3 separate regions of the Mus musculus genome follow, and regions 1 and 2 are each linked to region 3. Evidence: chromatin contacts called from public Hi-C data. All regions are on one chromosome and are shown on one strand. Each heading gives the region's core, a stretch centred on a gene start, on an enhancer-like site or on the middle of the called end of the contact. The rest is flanking DNA. Distances are from core to core; before and after follow the strand shown.

Evidence for each region. Hi-C and Micro-C count contacts between places; a contact is called where the count stands out from the background.
Region 1: a contact with region 3 is called in a Hi-C map of the C2C12 cell line, with 3 times the contacts expected there. The contact joins two enhancer-like sites. A contact is called at or near these places in 3 of 15 datasets of contacts at CTCF or cohesin (the NIH/3T3 cell line, large pre-B cells and pro-B cells), 20 of 484 Hi-C or Micro-C datasets (the C2C12 cell line, the MNK3 cell line, adipose-derived mesenchymal stem cells and 12 more), 14 of 115 datasets of contacts at active chromatin or transcription factors (the 230-238 cell line, the NIH/3T3 cell line, cardiomyocytes and 9 more) and 1 of 9 other capture datasets (embryonic stem cells).
Region 2: a contact with region 3 is called in a Hi-C map of uterus, with 5 times the contacts expected there. The contact joins two enhancer-like sites. A contact is called at or near these places in 2 of 15 datasets of contacts at CTCF or cohesin (the NIH/3T3 cell line and large pre-B cells), 12 of 484 Hi-C or Micro-C datasets (bone marrow-derived macrophages, cerebral cortex, cortical neurons and 7 more) and 6 of 115 datasets of contacts at active chromatin or transcription factors (astrocytes, embryonic stem cells, large pre-B cells and 3 more).

What each region holds. Positions count from the first base shown.
Region 1 is chr16:57,418,440-57,422,510 of GRCm38.p6, reverse strand. All of the region lies in intron 1 of Cmss1 (cms small ribosomal subunit 1), which reads left to right. All of the region lies in intron 1 of Filip1l (filamin A interacting protein 1-like), which reads right to left. Among named protein-coding and RNA genes, the nearest start is that of Filip1l, 67 kb to the right of the region's middle. Within about 2 kb of position 1,655, at least 105 of the 459 cell types and tissues checked have an H3K27ac peak or open chromatin away from gene starts, as enhancers often do. A contact at or near this core is called in the C2C12 cell line, the NIH/3T3 cell line, embryonic fibroblasts and 4 more, where this site is marked.
Region 2 is chr16:57,482,050-57,486,300 of GRCm38.p6, reverse strand. The region is part of intron 1 of Cmss1 (cms small ribosomal subunit 1); the gene reads left to right. All of the region lies in intron 1 of Filip1l (filamin A interacting protein 1-like), which reads right to left. Among named protein-coding and RNA genes, the nearest start is that of Cmss1, 120 kb to the left of the region's middle. Within about 2 kb of position 1,695, at least 32 of the 459 cell types and tissues checked have an H3K27ac peak or open chromatin away from gene starts, as enhancers often do. A contact at or near this core is called in uterus, where this site is marked.
Region 3 is chr16:57,250,274-57,254,362 of GRCm38.p6, reverse strand. No RefSeq gene overlaps it. Among named protein-coding and RNA genes, the nearest start is that of Tbc1d23, 21 kb to the right of the region's middle. Within about 2 kb of position 2,107, at least 52 of the 459 cell types and tissues checked have an H3K27ac peak or open chromatin away from gene starts, as enhancers often do. A contact at or near this core is called in the C2C12 cell line, the NIH/3T3 cell line, embryonic fibroblasts and 4 more, where this site is marked.

The DNA of each region.
Region 1 (4,071 bases), core at 406-2,905, 170 kb before region 3:
CATGGTAAATTTCTTCCCAATAGCTTTCTTTGTAGTCAGCAACTTTATCTGTCCACATCCTTTTTATGTAGGACAACTAGAACCTCTCCGGACTGCATGACTGTTCCTTTTCTTCCTGCCCCTCACCAAAGTTGATGAAAAGTGCAAACCCAAGCCGGTCTCTGGTGTGAGTAATCACCTGCAGTAAAACTAAGTCAAGGCAAATCTCTGCAGCCTATGCAGCCTATTTCATGGTTCTCCTGTTTAACTTCCTCTTTCAAAAGAATCATTAATTAGTCAGCTAAGCACTCAGCCTGTACGCAATAAATGAAAGCTCTCTCTCCTGAGAACCATTTGTATCATTTCCGTACACAGCATTTCTTTTTAATGTGGTGGAGTGCACAGATGTGACCGTAGCTTACTCCGGCATAGTTTTGGTAGCACTGAGAAACATCTGCATGGTTTGCTCGCAGCCTTAGTAACTTAAGTAGTGGCTCCTTGGGACTTCTCTGTGCCTGCTCTTATCCTTTCCTTTTTTTCAAGGTGAATTCACATCCAGGTGAATAATGCACCAAATCCCACTCTTGAATGTTCATCTTGACAGCCCCTGGGCACTGTCTGGGTTAACAGTGCATACACAGGCCATTGTTTGCGCTTATGTATTGTAAATGGGCTGAATAGTATGTATTCTACCTGGGGTTGTGACATTTGTACAGTGGTGCTGGCAGCCATGTGGGAATCTGCCCATGAAGGCCCAGTTGTGGGATTGTAGGATTGGTTGTAGGATTGTTTGGCTATAGAGAGACAGACTTTGGATCAGTGCTTAGAGTGTCATCCCTTCAAGTCTGGGCTATACACTTGAAGAATTGCCTTTTTTGACCTAGGGAAGGAAGACATAAGAGTTTTAAAAAGAAAGCCGCAGTGTTCATAACCACTTCATTCATTCTGCTGTGGCTTTTGCAGAAAGCACATCTCCACTGCCAATCCCAAGCGTCCCAGTTACAGAGCAGACTCTGTATGACCTGCTCTGCTTTCCTTAGACAGTGGGATTTGATCACACAAGGCTGGTTGCCAACGTTTTCTTTGAGCTCAGATGTGGCTTAAATGCAAGAAGTCACTTCCTGACACCTTTCCCCTCTGACCACCCCACCCTAAAAATCACCATTTTGAGACAAATTCTGGGATCTACAAAATGTACTGCCTGTGTTCCGAGTTAATTTGGAGAGTGGCTTTTTATGGCTGGTTTACAATCCTTAGAAAAGCCCGACTGTGATGGAAACACTGTGACATCCTAAGCTGTGACAAACGATCTGTTCTTGAAGATAGATGTAGCTTTGTGTCTGGGAACCTAAATATTTACTTTCCCCGATGATTTAATGTATCTTTGTTCCTTTCCACACTAAGCTTTTCTTTCGGGCATCCCTGCATCTCTAGGCTCCTCTTTTTTTTTTTTTTTTTTTTTTTTTTTTTTTTGTAGCCCTGTTATATCAGTGTTTTGTGATGTTACAAAAAAGCAAAGTGTGAGGTCAAATTTTCCATTACATACCTCAGCAGGAATGCCAGGGAGTTTAGCCAAACTAGGGCTACAAAAAAAATAAAAATTACAGGAAAGATGATTCATTAGTCAACAATTGCCTTCCCAAGAAAATACAATTAGTTATATGTAGTTGGTTTGGGGAAGGAGGGGTGAGTTCACACAGGCTGGTGGGGGAAGGGAGTGGGGACAGTATCTTAGGACTCTACTACGTGGTTTCAAACTTCATGATGTTTTCAAGTCTAACATCAGAGAAAAGAAAGCTGTCTGTGCTTTGATTCCTCAGTATCTTTTTTTTTTTCCTTCTGTTCACCACATGTTGTCCCTGATTGCAAATTGGATCTTTTGCTATAGAGGCCCAGCGTGTAGCTCAGTCTGGACAAGAAGGAGCTACAGCACCCTCTTTCCTGTCTTTCCTCTGATTCAGGACTCTTCTTCCAGTTCACAGTAGGTCTTCTTGCAGTTCACAGTAGGTCTCCTTTCTCTTCCCCTTTGATTGCTTTGACTATAAGATCAAAATCTCTGACCTTTTAAAAAAATATTTTAAGATTTATAGAAACCCTAGAACTTTGTCTTTAGATATAATTATAACTACATATTCAAGATCCAAAATTATGACAGTGGGGGCGGGAGGTGGGATGGGATTAGCATCAAAGTTAGGAAGACCCCCGACTCCTAACAGTCATCTTATGAAGAAAATTTTATAATTATAGCACTCAGTGCTATAAATGCTTACTCACGGTGAGTCTTCTTTGAAAAACAAACAAACAAACAAAAAAACAAACAAACAAAAAACTAGTGAGTAAACCAGCCAGTAACAATAGCCAGCAATAGATAAGGTGACTCTGTTGTCTGGCGCTCCATTAGCCAGCCAGCAAGCACCATGATCGTAATGAAATATTAGCCAACATCTCCCGATGCTGCCAGATCCCTGTTCACCACTGGCACCAACTGAAAATGTTAAGGCACCCTATTTTATTTTAAGTTTTTGGAAATTGATAATCTGTGTTTGGTTTAGACACTGTTTGCCGGATTACATAATCATGCATTCCTAACCCCTCTGGATGATACTAAATTCACTGAAGAATTTGTTTTCCTTTTATGGAGAAAATGAGGAAAATATCAAAAGGAGTTTTTTTTTTTTTCCTTTTGCCAAATAGTTGATAACCCAGTTGCTATATTATCGTTTCATCCACACAAAGGGATTGAAACAGGAGGATTAAACCTTTTAAAGTGACTTTACACTTGATTGTTTCCTGCGGACAGTTCAAGGAAAGAAATGGACTGAAGATGAGAAACCAAGCCAGAGTCCCCAGGTCTTGAGAACTGGGACAAATGTAACAAGCCTCCACTCACCACAGAAAAATGCGAAGCCTTGTACGTCAGTAGCGAGACCTGACAGAGCAGAACAGGGAGGACAAGGAGCAGCAGACCCTGTGCTGGCTGTGTGTGCCCTGTGTGCTTGTCGCCACAGCCTGGCCTGAGGATCAGTGACAGACCACCCAGTGGAGGATGTCCAGTCGCAGTGATGAAAGTGAGGTCCTGGATGGAAAATAAGTGCTGGCCAGTCCTCACAGCCAAAAGAAACCTTGCTTCAAGCATCTTTAACAGTCTATTCTTTCCTCTCTCCTCCCTTATCTATACCCCCCCACACACACACAGGGGGGGGAGGGCGGGGGGGGGGGGGGGACTAGTACACTGTTTTTTTCCATTGCAAAAGATTTGTTTTGTCTTTCCAAAATCCGTCTACTTGTGTTCCTTCCAGTTAGATTACATAAAGATTTTTATTATAAGAGTTTTATGGCAAACACTCCAGCTCCAGGAATTCCATTGGACCAGGTACTACCAAGTAGCCCCAAGATGCCAATTAATGAGATAGAAGTATTGAAGGCAAAGACAGCCAGCCAATCTGACTCTAGTAAAAAGGCAAAGGACTAGGTTCCTCTTCTATGCGTACTGACATTAACTCCCGGGTTATATAGGAAAGGATTGAAGTGGAGGGTCAGAAGCATGCATAGAGAAATGGCCTTAAGTCAGACTGAGGTCTGATCGATCATTAGTTCAGGATAATCAGAGAGCCTTGTCAAAACCGCTGATGCACTTATCAGATCTGTGGCTCCCTGGAATCCAAAACAGTCACAAGAGAATGATACAAATCACTGATACCAACTGCAGGAAAGTGCTTTTGCTAGTCGCTGGGCATCTGCAGGCCCATGTGAGAGTTGATGCATTTTAGCAAAAGCATCCTCCAAGCCCTAGCTGCAGATAACCTGCTTTATTCCTGACTCTCATTTCGCTCAGGCTTTTGCTACTCAGAAAACTCTAAGGCATCGCTCCTTAACTTTCCTCGTGCTGTGACCCTTAAGTACAGTTCCTCATGTTGCAGTAAACCACCCCCCCCCAATTATTTTTCTTGCTACTTCATAACTGTAATTTTGCTACAGGTACAAATCCATTTTACAGGTGTAAATATCTGTGTTTCCCGACGGCCTTAGGGGACCTCTCTGAAGGGATCAAGGCCCACAGGTTGAGAACTGCTGCTCTAAAGTCTCCTTTCT
Region 2 (4,251 bases), core at 446-2,945, 230 kb before region 3:
TCCAGGGGCTCTGATGTCTTCCTCTGGCCTCAGGCATGCGCACACACACAGACACAGACACACACACACACACACACACACACACAGACACACACACACACACGCACGCACGCACGCACGCACACTCGCACAGAGAGAGAGAGAGAGTGTGCGAGAGAGAGAGATGGATTAATATTTAAAAGGCAGGTATTTTTGTCTCACTGTAGCTCTAGCACTGTAAAAGGGGTAGAGACAAGCTTGCTACCACCAGCCTAGTTCTAGGTTCAGGGCAAGATCTTGCCTTAAAGGCCAGAGAATAAGGAAGAGAGTGGTCCCGCAGAGGACATGATATCTTCCTCTGGTCTCTGCATGTGAGTGCACAGGTACATGTACACTCATACAGAACACACACACACACACGCTACACCCATATACACACATACACAGAATAAACCAGCTTATTGTCATGTCAGGATAAGTGTTTGTTCTGTATTTTTAAGTAATAATCTGCTGAAATAGGTTATAAAGGTGACAGAAATACATGGAATATATTTGCAACTGTTAGAAAATTTCGTTGTAAAAATGTTCAAATAGTTTCTATGCTGCCTTTATAATTTTAAACACACTCTGAAGAGGAACTGAGTCATTTAATCTTTATCGAGGTCCAATTCATTTTGTTGGCTTCATCATATATTTACTAATCTTTAAATCAAAATGCAATAACCATTTAGAGATAGCAGGAGAAATAAGAGCGGCAACAAAGGCATGTTCTGACACACAAAGTGAGATTGGCCTCATGGCACATTATCACATCAGCACCCAGGGTGTGGGGGCGATTGTGTAGAGAACAATTAAAGGAAATTACTCATGTAATTCTTAAAAAGACCTACCAGCCTTGAGTCTGGGATTGTGGTCTTCTGGCCGTAAGCCCAAGCATGTTCACTATTCGGAGAATACGACGAACACCACTCCCATAGGGACAGAGGCGATAGCAGCGTGGGCCTGCCTCTGTCACACAGGCAGAAAGACATGTGCATATGCCTAGTCATTTCTTTGGTCTCTCTTCCCACCCCCACCCCCACCCCGACTCCCTCCTTCCTTCATAATTGTCTACAGTGTATATTGTATATTAGAATATATATTGTGTAATACAAGAATTACAAGGCTCCACCACGAGGCAGGTTAAGTTCATTTTCAGCATTGAATAAAAAGATACAGTAACTCAATAAAACAGGGCAGATTTATTAGGTTTTTTTTTTTTTTCTTCCAGTCAACAAGCAAAGTCAATAAAGATTTTTTTCCGTCCAACTAATCAACTTTACTCACCCGGTTTTAATTACTCCTCTCAATAACTAGTATGAGGTATAGATGTCTATAGATACCCATTTTACAGAAGGGAAAACTAAGGTTCCAAGAAATCAAGTAGCAGGACTTGAATGTGATCTAGATCTTACAACTCCTTACCCAGCCCTTTTCCACAGCTGTGCCTCAGTTAGAGAGGCTCAGGGAGAAGTCCTGGATTCGGATACTTAAGGAAGCACTGTTCCTGGACAGGTCAATGGAGGCCTCTAGGGCCGCCCCAGGTTGCACTGTGAACTGGAAGCATTCCCTCTTTCCTCCGCAGGCCTTGCAAATCTTTACAGTACTCTAGCCCTGTCCGCTCCCCTTCCCACCCACTCCATAAGCTTTCCTAACGGTCAGCTGATCCACTGCAGGAGTCAGCCGAGTCTGGGAAGGAGGAAGATGGATCACTGTCACCACGGGCTATTGTTCATGCTTCTTTCTGGATGATGTACGCGTTTCTGTTATTCCTCTCATGTTTACTCTCTATCTGAATCTATGTCAATTTATGTGCCTTTGGCTCTAAACCACAGTTTATATATTTTCATGTTGTTAATATTTTTAATTGGTGTTTTTAAAGTAAATGTACTCTGTGTTTGGCAGGCCAACAAAGTGGAATGAAGAAAGAGTCAGTCTTGAAAAGTAGCCATATAAGGTGAAAAGTCCCGTTTTGTGTGGGTGCATGTGTACAGACTGCAGGCTTTATCAGGCATGATGTTCATTAATATTTATTGTAACAGTTTACAGTGCAGCCCCTTGAGTCCCTCTGGATTGTGCATAGCCTCAATGACGTAACTGTGGAAAATGCAATAAATCTAAGGTTGAAACTGCTTCTAATGGGAAGTTTCTTTACAGTTGTAAAGTTAACTTGCCTCCTCCAGGATGAGAGGCGGTGGACAAAGCCCCTGCTGACCTTGATATTTGGGGGGCGGTGCTATTCACTGCACTGAAAAATTGCATTGTTCGTGAGACTTTTTCTTTTTGCTGTGCTATATTTAAAATTCTCTGTGTGCTCCTTGCTGATATTCACTGAAGTGACAGGCCTTTGTATGTATTAAACTATAGCTCTTCATATTCTTCTTAATGTATGCAGAATTATCATTTCCCTACTTGAATAAGCAACTGCATGAAAAAACTTATTAATTTGTTATAGAATCTAAACTTTGCAAAGAGCCTAGGTATCATCTAGTTTAATTTTGCCAGTTGCTCTGTAAACCTCTTCAGTGACTTGTAGCTGAATTATCAGCCAAAAATTATCTCATGCTCTACATTTTAGGAAGTTGTTGTTATACTATTTTGAAAGAAACTCCCAGAACCTACACATTTGGCTGTCGTGGCTCTTTTTGAAGCTACGTAGAATAAAATATTCTTTCCCTTCCCTGTTATCTGTGATGTTTAAAGTTAAAGACATTATCTTATCTTACTTCTTTACTGGGGACAGTCTGTTTTCTTATGACAGGTTATTTATATTCCTGGTTTGTGTGATTCAGATGCAGCAAGACACAAAGTACTGAGGAGGGACGAAGTGCGCCATGTCCTTGCCCTAGGGATCTTTGAGTCTCATAATGGTAGAAATCTGAGGTGGGGTAGGTAGGTCACTGCAATTAGCACTGAGGGTTGGAAGCAATGGTCCTGGAGAGAGTGTACCACAAGGCACAGTTTGGAAGGTATTGTGAATGGCCCTAGGGATCTAGATAAACACGGGAAGTGGGCAGCGTGGAGGAACGCTGAAGAAGAAGGAATGCATGACAAGGTTAGCTGTTAGCTGAGTGAGGTGGTATGGTTGGGTAGTGGCACTAAATGGGACTTGGGAGGGGAGAGACCAGGAAGTGCTAAGACTGAACGCTGAGCTGATGGGTGTGGGGATGAGGTCAGACAGGAGGGAGAGTGGAGAATAATGGGATGTCCTAATCAGAAGGATATTCATTGTTCTCTTAATTACACAATTATTTGGGCAACATGAAAGGCACTATATGAGGTCATTTAGGTTTGGAAATATTGTGAATATGATGTTTTGTTATTAGAGCCTAAATGTGTCCAGTCACTGCAGTAGCTTAGAAATTTCAGAGAAGGAAGAGGAAAAAAACCAACCAACAACCAACCAACCAACAAACAAAAAAACCACTGGTAAACATTCTTATGTTCTCATTATGATGAGGAAGAAGAAGAGGAAAAATACAAGAGATGGCCATATTATATGGAGAAATTTAAGGCTCAAGCTAATTCTATGAATTAACTAATATTCTAAAATACAGAGATTTAAATAACACAACAGAGATTAAAAGGGTAAATGCGAAATAAAATTTGAATACAAGCCCTAAAAACAGATATGGAAAGGTTGGGGTTCAAACAAAGAGAATACAGCACTCCTGTATAACGAATGGCTTCTAGAGACATGGCTCCTACTTGCTAATTATGTTCCCAATTACACACAAGGTAAGGGGGTGTGTCCTGCGTAGACACAGCAAGTATCCATGCATACTACAGTGTAGCTGCAGGGGGCCATCACTTCCTCTAACTTTCAGGAACTGACCCGGGTTTTCCTAGCGCTTGTGGCTGCCTGCTGTCTTACTTGCCACGTCAGAGAGGGTTTGTGTGAGCATCTGTTCAGAAGTGCAAGTGAGATCAGAGACTGTGAATTGAGTGAAGCATTTAAATCCCATTTTACAGGAAACCTGAAGCACTCTTCTCTGCCTTTATCAGTATCTTCCGACTATGCATCAGTTAATGATGTGCGACTAAAGTATGTCATGGATTCAGTAGTCTCCACCAGCGGTCCTAAGCAACATTCATTAAGAAACTGGTTCATTAATTCACCTGAGTGTGATAATCGTCAGGCTCATATTTAAATATTTGAACATGATATGCATTCTTCTTTGTGATTAGCTATAAACAAGTTACAGGCTAGTTCTATGATACACTTTTATACTG
Region 3 (4,089 bases), core at 858-3,357:
CCAGGTGTCTGTGCACAGAGGAGGGGATAATGGAATAACTGTCAGCCTTTAAGGGATGGGAATTCTTTTGTTGTTGTTGTTTTTTTATTTTGGTTTGGTTTTTTGTTGTTTGTTTTTGTTTTTCGAGACAGGGTTTCTCTGTGTAGCCCTGGCTGTCCTGGAACTCACTCTGTAGACCAGGCCGGCCTTGAACTCAGACATCTGCCTGCCTCTGCCTCCTAAGTGCTGGGATTAAAGGCTTGCACTATCACTGCCCGGCTACTTTTTTTTTTTAAGATTTATTTATTATTATATCTAAGTACACTGTAGCTGTCTTCAGATGTACCAGAAGAGGGTGTCAGATCTCATTACAGGTGGTTGTGAGATACCATGTGGTTGCTGGGATTTGAACCCAGGACCTTCTGAAGAGCAGTCAGTGTTCTTACCTGCTGAGCCATCTCGCCAGTCCAAGGGATGGAAATTCTAAACCAGGGATGGGCAATGAGGACATTGTCACAACTGACATAAGCCAGTTACAGAAACAAGACACACACTGGATGATCCCACTAACATTAGATAGCCAAAATAGATTCATGGAGACAGAATTTGGTTATCAGGGGCTGGGTAGAGAGAAGGATGCATGACTGCTATTAATGGGCAAAGGGGAGCACACATATGCTGCTGCACATTTGTGGAGGTCAGAAGACTTGCAGGTGATTCATTCCTTAGACCATGGCTCAAGGGATGGGGCTTGGGTCATTAGGCTTGGTGGCAATCACCTTTATCTCCTGAGTCACATTGCCAGCCACCTGGATTGAATTTCTAAACATTCATTAAGGCAAAGGCAGGCACACGTATACACGGACACACCCTCCTCAGGACTGGCATGCTGTACTTGCAATTTGGATGCCGATACCAAAAGCTACTTCTGAGGGGATGCTTGTGCATATCCTAAGTACTATTACAGGCCAAGTATCAAGAAGGGAGATGCAGTGGCAAGGCCTGGGGAGGTGGCTCAGTGGGTAAAGTGCTTGCTGTGTACAATGATCCAAGTTTGTATCCCTGGCACCTACATAAAAGGCGGGTATAACAGCCTACACCTTTATCCCCAGTGCAGAGACAGGCAGAATCCCAAGGGCTGGGTGACCAGTTTAGCCAAAATGATGAGCTCCAAGTTTAGTGACAGAGAGATACTGTCTCAAAGCAGGAAGGGAGAAAGGGACCGAGGCAGGCCATTCAACAGACACAGTCATGAGGAATACATCCCTACCCACACAGGAATGTTTATATACACCACACAGACACACACATGCACAGACACACAGACCACACAACCCATCACACACGCATACATATCACAAACTATACTCAACACTTCACCTCAAACCACACATACATACACACCACACTACCCACACTCACTACCCCACACCCCACCAAACACACACACACAGAGAAGAGAGACAGACAGATAGACACAGACATACACACAGACACAAACATAAACACACCACACAACCCAGGCTCAACACCCCACACCCTACCACATGCAACACACAAAACACTTTACCGCAAGTCACACATATATACACACTGACCAACCCACACTTAACACTCTACATCCCACACCCCACCAAACACACACACAAAGACATACCATACTACCCACCCTCAACACCCCTCCCCGCACACACAGAGGCAATGACAATGAATGTAGAAGAGATTTTCAGTTGTATATCCTAACAAGTTTGGGCAGCAAACATTTTTGTTTTAAGACTTCTGTCTTGCTAGTTTCATTGGAAATAAGCAGTCTTCATATCAATGACTAGTCTCATTAATTAGGGTTTATTGGGTTCACTGAAACAGTACTGGTCTTTACGTGCTTAGAGCATCTTTTGGCCACAGACATGCCTCTCTATCACTAGATAGAGCTCTGTGAAGGATTCTCTGTAGATAACTTCTCAGCACAAGGATTGCATTCTCCTGAGAACATGCTCAAGTGTCCACATGGCTCTTAAGAAGACACTGACCTCTTTGAAACCAGAACAGAAAGGCCCAGTGAACTGGGGGTGACTCGTGGTTGCACAAATTCTTTTCAACTCTGGGTCTCAGAAAAGCTAAGTGAAAAGAGTCGTTGGAAGATTCAAAATAGAATCTGTCACATTCCGATCCTGTGAGATAATGCATGGTCTTGCAGAGGCATTAAAAAGGAAGACAGATAATCTAGGGCTCTGTTTAATGTGATTTATTAGCTTCTAAAGACTCAAAGACTATAAAAATAATTCACATCTAAGAATTTATTGATGTATGTATCTACCCCGTTGGACTCTGTTAAACTGAAAGGAACGGTTAAATCCTAGGATATGGGAGTGCCAGAGGGTGGAGGGCCTTCCTTCCAGCCAGTATGGAGCAGAGTTTGTATTTAAAGACTATTGTCTTTCAACTCCTTTTGTCTAAAAGGTAAAGTAACACAGCGTTGTCAGGAGCTTTCAGATGGCCCATAGCTTCCTACAGACTTCTTTGGTACAAACCAGTGGAAATTTCCCACAAGGATCAAGGTCATATCTTGACCTCTAGAGTTCTCAATGTGTTTTCTTCAAGGCAGCTGCCTTCTTCCAAGCCTCTTATAAATTAGCTGTGTATTTTCTGGGATCAACCACATCCTCAGAAAACTGACTGCAGCTCATCCAAGAAACCTGACCCCCGTCCCTCCCTCTCCACAGACAGCTGTGTGGAAGTTTCAGGAGCAATAACTCACACAGAGACTCCTCTGTGGCCCCAAATTTGGACATATTTTTGCACAAATATTCAATGGCTTCAGCAATTTGGCAAATATAAGAAAGGACTCCTAATTCCATGGGGTCAAATATCCTCCCCAAACTAAAACTGCAAAGTTAACTGACTCAAGGAAAGAACTTTGTGATATACCTAATGTTTTGAGGTCACTTTCATAATGGTGCCTCCTCTTCTCATCACCCATCTCCTGTGTGACCCTTTAATAAGATCATTTTCAAAGATCTAATAAGAATTGTGCCAGTAGCCCAAATTAAAGACCCTAGGGAAAACAGAAAAGTCCTGCCCTGGCTCCCTGTGCAAATGAAATGTAAGAGCAAATAGAATGTAAGGGACAACATGCATACTGAAGACAGCCACAAGACAATGGCACCTTTGGTGTAGAATGAAGACGTTTAAACAGACTGCAGATCAGCAGTTGGAGAGATGGCTCAACAGTTAAGCTGTTCTTTCAGAGGATCCTCATGGTAGCTCGCAATGTCTATACCTCCAGTCGTGGGGGTTCCAATGCCCTCTCATGGTTTCTGTGGGCACCAGGCACACACGCAATACACAGACATACATGCAAGCAAAATATTCATACACATAAAGAATTAAGAATTTACACAATAAATTATAGAGCAAAGGAGATGGGAGTACTAATTCAGCTCAATGAAAGTATTGATATTATGATTATGTTTTGTTTTTTACTTAAGAGACTAGTGTATTTTTTGGGTAAAATCACAATGTCTGGAATTTGCTTTTAAGAAGTCTAGCATAGAGCCAGTGAGATGGCTCAGTGAATTAAGACTATTGCTGACAAGACTGGTGCAATGCCTGTGTCCAACATGATAAGGAGAGATTGTTATCCTTTGACCCCCCACCTACATGCCCATTCCTGCACATAATAAATAAATAACATAATTTTTAAAATTCTGTCATAAAAAAGAAATAATGGTAAGATTACAGACGACATACAATGGGTACAGTGTTGATACCAAAAATAGGATAAATTTGTTCTTGGTGTTTTTTTGTTTTTTGGGTTTTTTTTAAATTTTTTATTAGGTATTTTCCTCATTTACATTTCCAATGCTATTCCAAAAGTCCCCCATACCCACCCCCCCACTCCCCTACCCACCCACTCCCCCTTTTTGGCCCTGGCTTTCCCCTGTACTGGGGCATATAAAGTTTGCAAGTCCAGTGGGCCTCTCTTTCCAGTGATGGCCGACTAGGCCAGGTGTTTGGATGACTTTAGACAATTAGATTTACATACAAGTTATTCCACTTGTTGGCTGCTAAATTTCCCAGCCCTGGCTTACAGAGTAAAAGTCCTCCAGG